Linked DNA regions of Gossypium hirsutum: region 1 is linked to region 2. A link is a contact called in public Hi-C data. All regions are on one chromosome and are shown on one strand. Each heading gives the region's core, a stretch centred on a gene start, on an enhancer-like site or on the middle of the called end of the contact. The rest is flanking DNA. Distances are from core to core; before and after follow the strand shown.

Evidence for each region. Hi-C and Micro-C count contacts between places; a contact is called where the count stands out from the background.
Region 1: a Hi-C map of leaf shows a contact between it and region 2, with 5 times the contacts expected there. The contact joins the enhancer-like site here to the promoter of LOC107949501 in region 2. A contact is called at or near these places in 14 of 34 Hi-C or Micro-C datasets (anther, callus, cotyledon and 4 more).

The regions. Positions count from the first base shown.
Region 1 is chrD03:31,938,795-31,943,354 of Gossypium_hirsutum_v2.1, forward strand. No RefSeq gene overlaps it. Among protein-coding and RNA genes, the nearest start is that of LOC121215705, 35 kb to the left of the region's middle. Within about 2 kb of position 1,772, at least 1 of the 9 cell types and tissues checked has an H3K27ac peak or open chromatin away from gene starts, as enhancers often do. A contact at or near this core is called in leaf, where this site is marked.
Region 2 is chrD03:31,767,172-31,771,683 of Gossypium_hirsutum_v2.1, forward strand. LOC107949501 reads right to left here and starts at 1,413. Exons shown (of 9, transcript XM_016884162.2): 1 at 1,010-1,413; 2 at 1-772. The coding sequence starts at 1,165. It overlaps LOC107949500 (serine/threonine-protein phosphatase PP1), which reads right to left. Exons shown (of 4, transcript XM_016884161.2): 2 at 3,129-3,688; 3 at 2,670-2,882; 4 at 1,853-2,225. The coding sequence ends at 2,211.

The DNA of each region.
Region 1 (4,560 bases), core at 522-3,021, 170 kb after region 2:
AACACAAAATTCTCTGAAAGCTTGTAAAAGCTAATACCTAAATGTGTAATGGGTTATTTTTCTAGGGTGGAAAAAAGGCCTATTAATAGGCTAAATTTGTAGGTCAAATAATATTAAAATAACTTACACTAATCTGATTTTAAGTGGGAAACTAATATTAAAATAATCTACACTAATCAAAGTTTAAATGAAAAACTAAAAACAGAGTTTAACTCGGAGAAGAAAAACCAAAAAAATACGAGGCATAACTCCACAAAAAATTAAAACCAAATCATATGTAATATGTTAGTCCAAGAAAAGTAGTCAATAATATGATTAAAAAAAACAAGAAAAATAAATATCATATGCAATTTTATCTAATTGCTTTAGCATTTCATATTTGTTGGGTTATTCCCTTTTTAACATTTAACATATACTCCTTATCATCATCCGTTGGTCCCTAACTGAGATCTTCACCATCTAAACTAAATATGTTTCATTAAGATTATTAAGACATCCTTCTTCCATACACTTTTCAGTATGGTTCATCTTAATTCCACCTATGAATAAAGTTATGAAGTATGCAACATACTAATACGATCCAGCCTTATTTTTTTATTCTATACTAATGTGATTTTATTAATATAAGCAATCCATTTTTTTTCCAACAAAAAATATTATGTCAATCACATTTTGAAGCTTTGATCGTATCAAATTAAAGAGTTCGCGAGTCTTTTTTGGTGTTTGTGTCTAACTCAATTCACTCAAATGATAGCATACCCTACGACATAGTGTTAGAAAACTTTTTGTATTTACATAACTAGCATCTAGCACATAATATTAGGGCTCAAAATGCAAATAATATGTAGCTTTGGTTATAAAAAGTTATATAAACTTAATTTGGAAAAAGACTTATGCTAGGTTATAACCCTTTTGATAATACCTAAGTTGAGTTAAAATAATATAAAATTTATAATATATATATAACTTTTATAAAAAGAGTTCTATAAAGTGTCCAATAACTTTTATAAAATTTCTTATAAATATTTTTTTACTATAACTTTAGAAAGCTATTGTTTATAAATAAGTTATGGCAAAAAAGTTAAAACAATTTTTTTATAAATAAGTATATTATTTTTATAATATATAACATGGGCACGTAAATAAGTTATGATCAAATATCTTTTTATAAACAAGTATATTATAACACGTAAACTATTTTTATAAAATACTTTTTGTCCATTATTTTAGAACTGTTTTAAGATTTAAATAATATAATTTTTGTTATACATTTATAAAATAAAATAAAAATCTTATTTATAATACAATTTTTTAGGATTTATATATATATTTGCTATAATTGTATCAAACACTCATACGTGTTCGTGCTTGTAATATAATTTTTAGAACTTAATTTTTTATAAAAAAATAATTGTTTAAAGATAAATCATGTATGAGTGTTTGGAAAGCCATATGGTAATTAGATTTGGATGTAATTACCAGCGTAATTACTCCAACTCTCACCCTCCTCTTAGAATTGAAAAGTGTAGTTGAAGTGCTCCAGTTACAGCTAATTTGGTGGAACCCATCAATTATAATAATTATCCAAACATGCTACTATTGTGCAATTATAAATAATTATATACAAATCTAATTATTAAGTAGGTTTTTAAACATTACCTTAATATTTTCGCCATATAAATATATATATAGGGGAATTTTGCAAGAATTTAAATCACATTCCGAGTTCTAAATTAATTAAGTTGAAAGAGTCATGATCCACTTAGGCCTTCTCAGGGGCGTGACGGGTGGCTTACTATGGAAAAAGGAATCCCTTGCCTTAATTGGGTCAACATGGTTGGCCATACCCGGTCCAATTTTTCCATCTATCTTCTCTTAATTTTAAATAAAAAACAAATTTTGAATATTTAATTAAATGAATAATTAAATAAACCTCCAAATTTTTATTAATTAAAACAAATAATTAATTCATCAATTCTAATTAAATAATTTACACAACCTAATTTTAATTTCATTACAATCACGATATTTTTTCTGTATTACAATTTACGTGCAAATTTATTTAATTATACAAAAAATTTAACTATGATAACTACATAATTTAATTCCTACTTTAAACTTAATTATTTTAATTTATTCATCCAATTAAAACATAAGTCAAAGAAATTAAACTAATTTCAAGTCATCTCTTGCCTTCTCGCAAAAATACAAATACAATATATAACTCAGACCATGGGTCGGGCCACCCTCCCAGACCCAAATGCCTCCTCAAAAAGTGAGAAAGTTTCAATAAAATTATAGATTTAAAAAATGAATTTGGACAAAAAAATAAAACTCGCTTTTTAAATGAATTAGGCCTCGAATAGAATTTTTTTGACCTGAGTCCAACATGACTCGACCCGAATCACATACTTTTTTTTTTCTTTCTTTTATTAAGTCGAATCATCTCAAAGAATAGGGCTAAACCCTCCTAAAGAGATTGAAAGTCTTTTAAATGGTGGGCAAGTGAAGTTAGAGAATTTTTTTGATGGTCGTGTTTAGTTAATTAGTAAGTAGCATCATAGTAGTATTATGTATTTTTAGTTGAAATCAGATAGCTTCTGGTTGGGTGTTTTTGAATGTTGTGATGAACTTGGAAAGTTGTTGTGGTCTTAATCCTAGTGGGATTTTATGAAATTTGCCCTTGCAAATTTCTTATTGTAGTATGAGTGAGTTATTTGGACTTTTTAAAGTATAAAGGTTTTTTTAATTTATTTTTAATTTGTTGGGAAATATTTATATTAATGATTTTAATATACTTGATGTATTATTTTTTTTTAAAATTTTTTTATATAAAAATAATAATCTAAAAAATTTTAATATAAGTGGGCCAAGTTGGGTTCGAGTTTAGCATTTTTAATCTAGGCTAGGTTTGGAGCAAAATTTTAAGCCTATTTTTCGGGCTAAACTGGGCCTCGAGCCTAGAAAATTGACTTAAAATTCCACATCGGCCCAGCCCGACCCATAGTCAGGTCTAGATAGTAATCCTGCAATCTATTTCTCATTCATTGTTTTGGACCTTCATTAAAAGTTTTTCATGTAATTCGTTTAGACTATAGTGAGCTAGCAGAATGATCAATTGGACATAATTAGGGCTAAAATAAGTTTTGATTCTTCAACTATTAAATTACAAAGTTATTTAGTTATAAAGTCAATCTATTAAAAGTACAATAACTAGACTTCTCATTATATACCATTACAAAAGCTATTTGTTTCAAGGTTTAGTCCAATGACCTTGCCATATGTGTGTTATCCTCATTAGATATTCGAGACCCCTTAATCTTAAACTCGTTCACCTAATTTGATCACTTTTATATCATAGTCACCATTGTATCTTAAGTAATGAAAATGATCACTACTTATATCAGTAATGATAAAATCATCTGTCATATACAAATGATTGATGATTATGTTCCATTTTCATATACAATGCTAATGAGAAGACATCATTTACTAATCTAATCGATATATGATCCTACTTTTGTAAGTGAAATCATATCATACATAAGTTTTGTAATAAACATACGGACTTTTGACCCATTACCTTGAGAATATAAGTTTTCAATGTATCAAAGTACATGAGTCATGCACATATGGTCATTCAATTAGAATTTAGGTAAGTCCCACTATGAAAAACATAAGAAAATTAATTCATAATGGATAAACGACTAATTTATCTTGGGTCCTATCTAATATAAATGTAAAATCCAGACAATTACATTTATGTCTTTATTTTTTAGAGTCAATTTAGCTCCAATAACCAAAATAAGTTATATCCCCAATTGGACTTATACAGAACATTATACTCCTAACATGAGTCATTTGTTAAATATCATCTGATGGACAACGAACTATTTAGGTTATCTACTAGTACAAGTTGTCTTCTTGCATTACAATTTGGTCGCGCAATGCAACTTAATATTAGTTAAACCTCAGGTAATTAATGAGTCAATATTTACTTATACATTGAGCACATGCAAAATCCATTGATGACATCAATACTGAGAATATTACAAGATCACATGGAAATATTTATATATTCAATTAGTTCAAAAATTACAAGCAGACAATGATGAAATGACTACACTAAAGGCACAAAATCTTAACAAATGTTATGTAAAGTATTTGGCAACTGTGTTTTATGATTGTTAAACAAATTTTTTGATAATGGCATTTAGTCGTTGTGCAATGTTATTATTTTTCACAAACAATATTATTATTTTTTAAGTAAAATATTTCGCAACCACATTTTTTTATCAAAGTGTAAAGGGAATAGGTTATTCAGGTTTGAACTCAAACTTGACGCCAATAAGGATTTAAACAACTTAAATCATTTACCGCAACATTGGTGGCTAGTTGACTTCGCATCTGTATATTTTGGTTGTTAAAATTAGTTTTTGCAATGACATTTAGTAGTTGTGCAATATGATACACAAATAATTTGTTGCACAAACGTTAGTAAACTAATAATATAAAGTTTCATATTAATCACAAGATTGAGCAAGAACAATATATATAAAC
Region 2 (4,512 bases), core at 163-2,662:
CTCCTATTGTAATGGCACCGTCCAACAGCCTAAATATAGATCGATCTTTTAAAACAGTAGCAACAGTAGTCCTACACGTTGCAATTGACACTACTTGTCCAGCCTCAACAAGGCCATCTTCCCATGCCTCTATTTCTTGCTTAGAAGATTTCTGCAACCTAGTCTCACCCTCACTACCTTGATGAAAGTCCTTTGTCAAAGGAAACAATTGTAGCTTACCAAAGGAGTCAGCCAAGAGTGAACAATGTATTTCTCCATCATCAACTGAAGAAACAACATCCATAAACTTCAAAGGCCCAATGGACAAATTCCCATGAAAAACGGTTTGTACAATAGTAAGAGTATACGTATCAACAATAACAACAGTACACTTAGGAGGCTTCCTGTTCTGAGATTCTTTATCCATTGAAATCTCACCCCCTTCGGCAGATTCCATCAACTGGTGGTCAGTTAAATGTGCAGCATCAATAAAGCAACAGCCTACACAAGCATATCTTGGATTCCAAGGCAATGTACGAATAATCGATGGGCTGCCCACCCAAGGTGGCAGTTTTCTTCTACGCCTGCAGTGGCCACTACTTCTGCTCCAGACGCACAACATACTGTCAGTACAAGCACTTAGTAAGGCACCCCCATTATCAAAGCTAGAGTTGAAAGCAACATTACTTGAATAGTCCATGCTTTGTTCTCCAGATACTACAATGGGACAGCAAATGGCGAGATCAGCTATTGGTGCAGCATGACCGCACAACATAGCAATTGGTCGAATTTCCTGAATATGATACAAATTTCGACCATCAGTCTAAATTCAACAATCTAAACTATACCCTAGCAAAACCCAGATTTACTACCGAGCAAATGCATATATAATATCAAATTGAAGCTCTCTGGTCATTCAATTGCATAACACAAATATAATAAGCTAATTATTCTTAATAAGAAGAAGAGAACCCGAATCTTTTAGTTATATTGTTTTCCTAAATTGAATCGAGTAAAGTTAGTTGGTTACCGAGTGGGAATCTGAATTGGAGAGGTTCCACCAGAGGATGGAGCCATCGGATCCGCCAGTGTAGAGAGTCGGAGGGTGGTTGAGAGCGGCTGTGGCTGTGACACGATGGACCGGAGGCGTGCCTGACCATATACACGCCATGGATCGGCACTTCATGGCCTATGTAGTAGCTCTGCCTTCAAATGTGTTGAAGGCTGCGTTTTTATTACAAATTCGATGCGCAAGTGTCTATATTTTGGACCCAGATACCACTATATACATTTTTGCTTATTTCTTTGTTCTGGGCATGAATCTTTTCGAATGAACTTTTTACTGGTACCACTACCACTCTCTCTCTATTCATCAGCACTTCATAATTTTGCCAGAGTTTTGAGAATCTTCTACTTAGTTAATTAGCAAAATGAACAGAAAAAGGTTGATCTAATTATATATTTTTCAGGATTTCTTTTTTAAGTTTTACCAGGACAGGACCGGTCCAATTAAAGTTGAACCAATAAACCGATATAAACCAACAATTGAATAGGACCTTTTTAATTATTTTTATTTTATGTAATTTTTAATAATTTATTTAAACAAAGTTCCAAATACAACCCACATAACATCGAAAGTAAGAGCCAATTGTAAATCTTGGTTCCCTATTTTATCCAAGCTATTAGTATTTAAGATTTACGATGTTATCAAACTCTCATAAATTTTGCCTTTGTGAAAGCGCATCGCATTGTATCATGGATGGTTCTGATTTTAAAGCCGCTGAAGTGCCTGAAACTACTTCAGGCTTTTGTTCATAGGTTACCAAAATCTCAATGTTAAAGCATAAAACGGCCGAGAGCCATAGCCACCAAGTTCATAATTTTTTTTCTTTCCATTTGACTTGGAAGGGTACTACCCCAACCACAACAGAAGCTGAAAACAGTTACGATACGAAATGATATTTCGTTACCTACAAGAATTAAAAATCAACATACTGGAATTAGAATCCGGTTTTACATATGATAAGAAAAACCAAGCTCCGGCTGGTAACCGAGCTCCATAGCTCTTCTCCTATGTCATTCCAGCAACTTTACCTTCCAATTTCCTTTTGCATCCAACAATAGTCCAGCCAGCCATCACAGTTTCATTCAACAAAACACCATCATTAAGTAGAGACAAGAACGACCCTATTGGTCTATTGGTCATCCAACATTGAACTTTACGGTCTTACTCAGCGCTTCCCACCCTGAAAGAAGATAAAAAAAGGGCACAAATTGGTTTAGTGCCAGAAAAATAAAACGAAACAATCTGATAAAAACAGCTGAAAATGGACAATCTAACTAAAGCTGCACTCCCATCACTAAGTAAAAAAGAAGTGAAACCAGGGAAGGGGCTGTTCAGAAAGGCGCTGAGTCGTTGACAAAGCAGCAATCAATGTCAAAGGAAATTTTGATAGTAAACGGTTGAACCTCTCTCTCTCTCTGTGGCATATTTCTACATGGGTCCTATGTCCATTTGGTAATAACTGATCCATTGACCAGAAACAGTAGGACGCAGTTATACATATATCTGGTGACTCAAGCTTTATACCTGATTATCGATAAATATTATAGGACGGAATTGCTTACCTTTATACATATATTCCTTGGTGATTCAATTTATCAATTCATGATGACTAATAGTTTCCTACCTTGTGAGGTGGGGTTCCTGGTCTGAATGTGTTGTTGCCAAATCCACCCTTTCCTTTCTTCTCTAAAGATTTAAGAATCTGAAACGAACATGTTAAACTATCATCCACACTCATCATGGCACCTGCATTATCGAATTCCCCGCAGTAGTTTGGAGCAGAGAATATGGTCACCAACTGTCGCTTTGCAAAGAACTCATAGCCATCTTCTACAACCTAAACGAAGCATAAAAACATAAAATTTAAAAGACAATAAAGAATACAAACATTAATTACTAGAATTTAGTCAGTCTGCCCACATTGTTATACTGGCAGTAACACGAAGGTTCCAGGAACCCTAAACTCTTCATTTTTCACAAGTTTCCCACGAGTTCCTAATATACCATCAAGTCATGCAAATTTAGCAAAATAAATAAATAAAACAAAACAAAACGAAGTTAAGGTCAATACGGATAACAATACCTGGTGAGCTCGGCAAATGAGATCAAGGTCATGTTTCTTAAGGAATTCAGAAACTATGTCAGCCCCAAATGTATATGAAACTCCCCTATCATTCTCTCCCCAGCCATCAAGATCTTTATCAGGATCAGCCCAAAGAAGATCACAGAGAAGGCCCTGATCTGGCACATCAACAGGGCGAGAAATGCTACGGATCTGATCCAATGTTTTCAAGTCAGGAGATAATCCACCATGCATGCAAAGGATCTTCTCATCAATTAGAGCAGCAACAGGGAGGCAATTAAAGCATTCTGTAAACAACTTCCAGACACGAACATTAAACCTTCTTTTGCACTCATCATAGAAACCATATATACGGTTAATTGATGCACATTCATGGTTGCCTCTAAGGAGAAAAAAATTCTCTTTGTATTTGATTTTGTATGCTAGGAGAAGGCAAATTGTTTCAATGCTCTGCTTGCCACGATCAACATAGTCACCTAGGAATAAATAGTTTGCTGTAGGCGGATATCCTCCGTACTCAAACAAGCGTAGAAGATCAGAAAATTGACCGTGAACATCTCCTGCCAAAATAGTATGAAAGTAAACGCAGAATTATTACATTCCCAATTTGTTAAAACTTAAAAAACCTACAGAAATTAAAATTATATTATTTATATGGGAAAAAAAATGCACACCAAGCTCGTTTGATGAAGATCAAGTTAATGTGGTAGTGAATGAAAGATAAATTCAAATTAGAGAAGTCCAAGCCCCTAGAATTACCAAGCAGACCTAACTGACTGAAATAAAAGACCTTGAAATTATTGAGCATGTGATCCTATATACAAACCAAAATGAGAAAAAAACACACAGAGCTATCGTTCAAGGCACAACAGCTTCTGCAAAACTCTAATGACACTTTAAGGCCCACTAAAACCATCACAAACTCCGATGAACCCTTTTGACATATGATGTACAGATGGAAGCAAAATTATTACACATCCCACCCCCCAAACACATACAAACAAAAAATACTAAGTGTTGAAGTAAAAAGAATAGGAAAAAAGGGACCAAGTCCATCTTTACGGAAAGGAACAAATATACAAACAGAGTGCAGCTCTAAAATCTTATTTTAAGTTCAGCCAGACACAAAGACATTCTGTGCTCCAAGCCCCACATCTAAGGGTTAACATAATGCTAGCAAATTCAGAACCTTCATACGATAGCAGTAGTCTTGTTAGAAAATGTTTATCATAGTATGAAAGTTCTCACTTTCCCTTGATAAATGCTTTTATTATTTTCCACCACGTAGGGGAATATAATTTATTTAACTTCCGAATAGCACAAAATGCCAACAACTTTCCAAATTGAGACCCTTGTCATAGAAAAGTTGTCCCATGTCCACCGG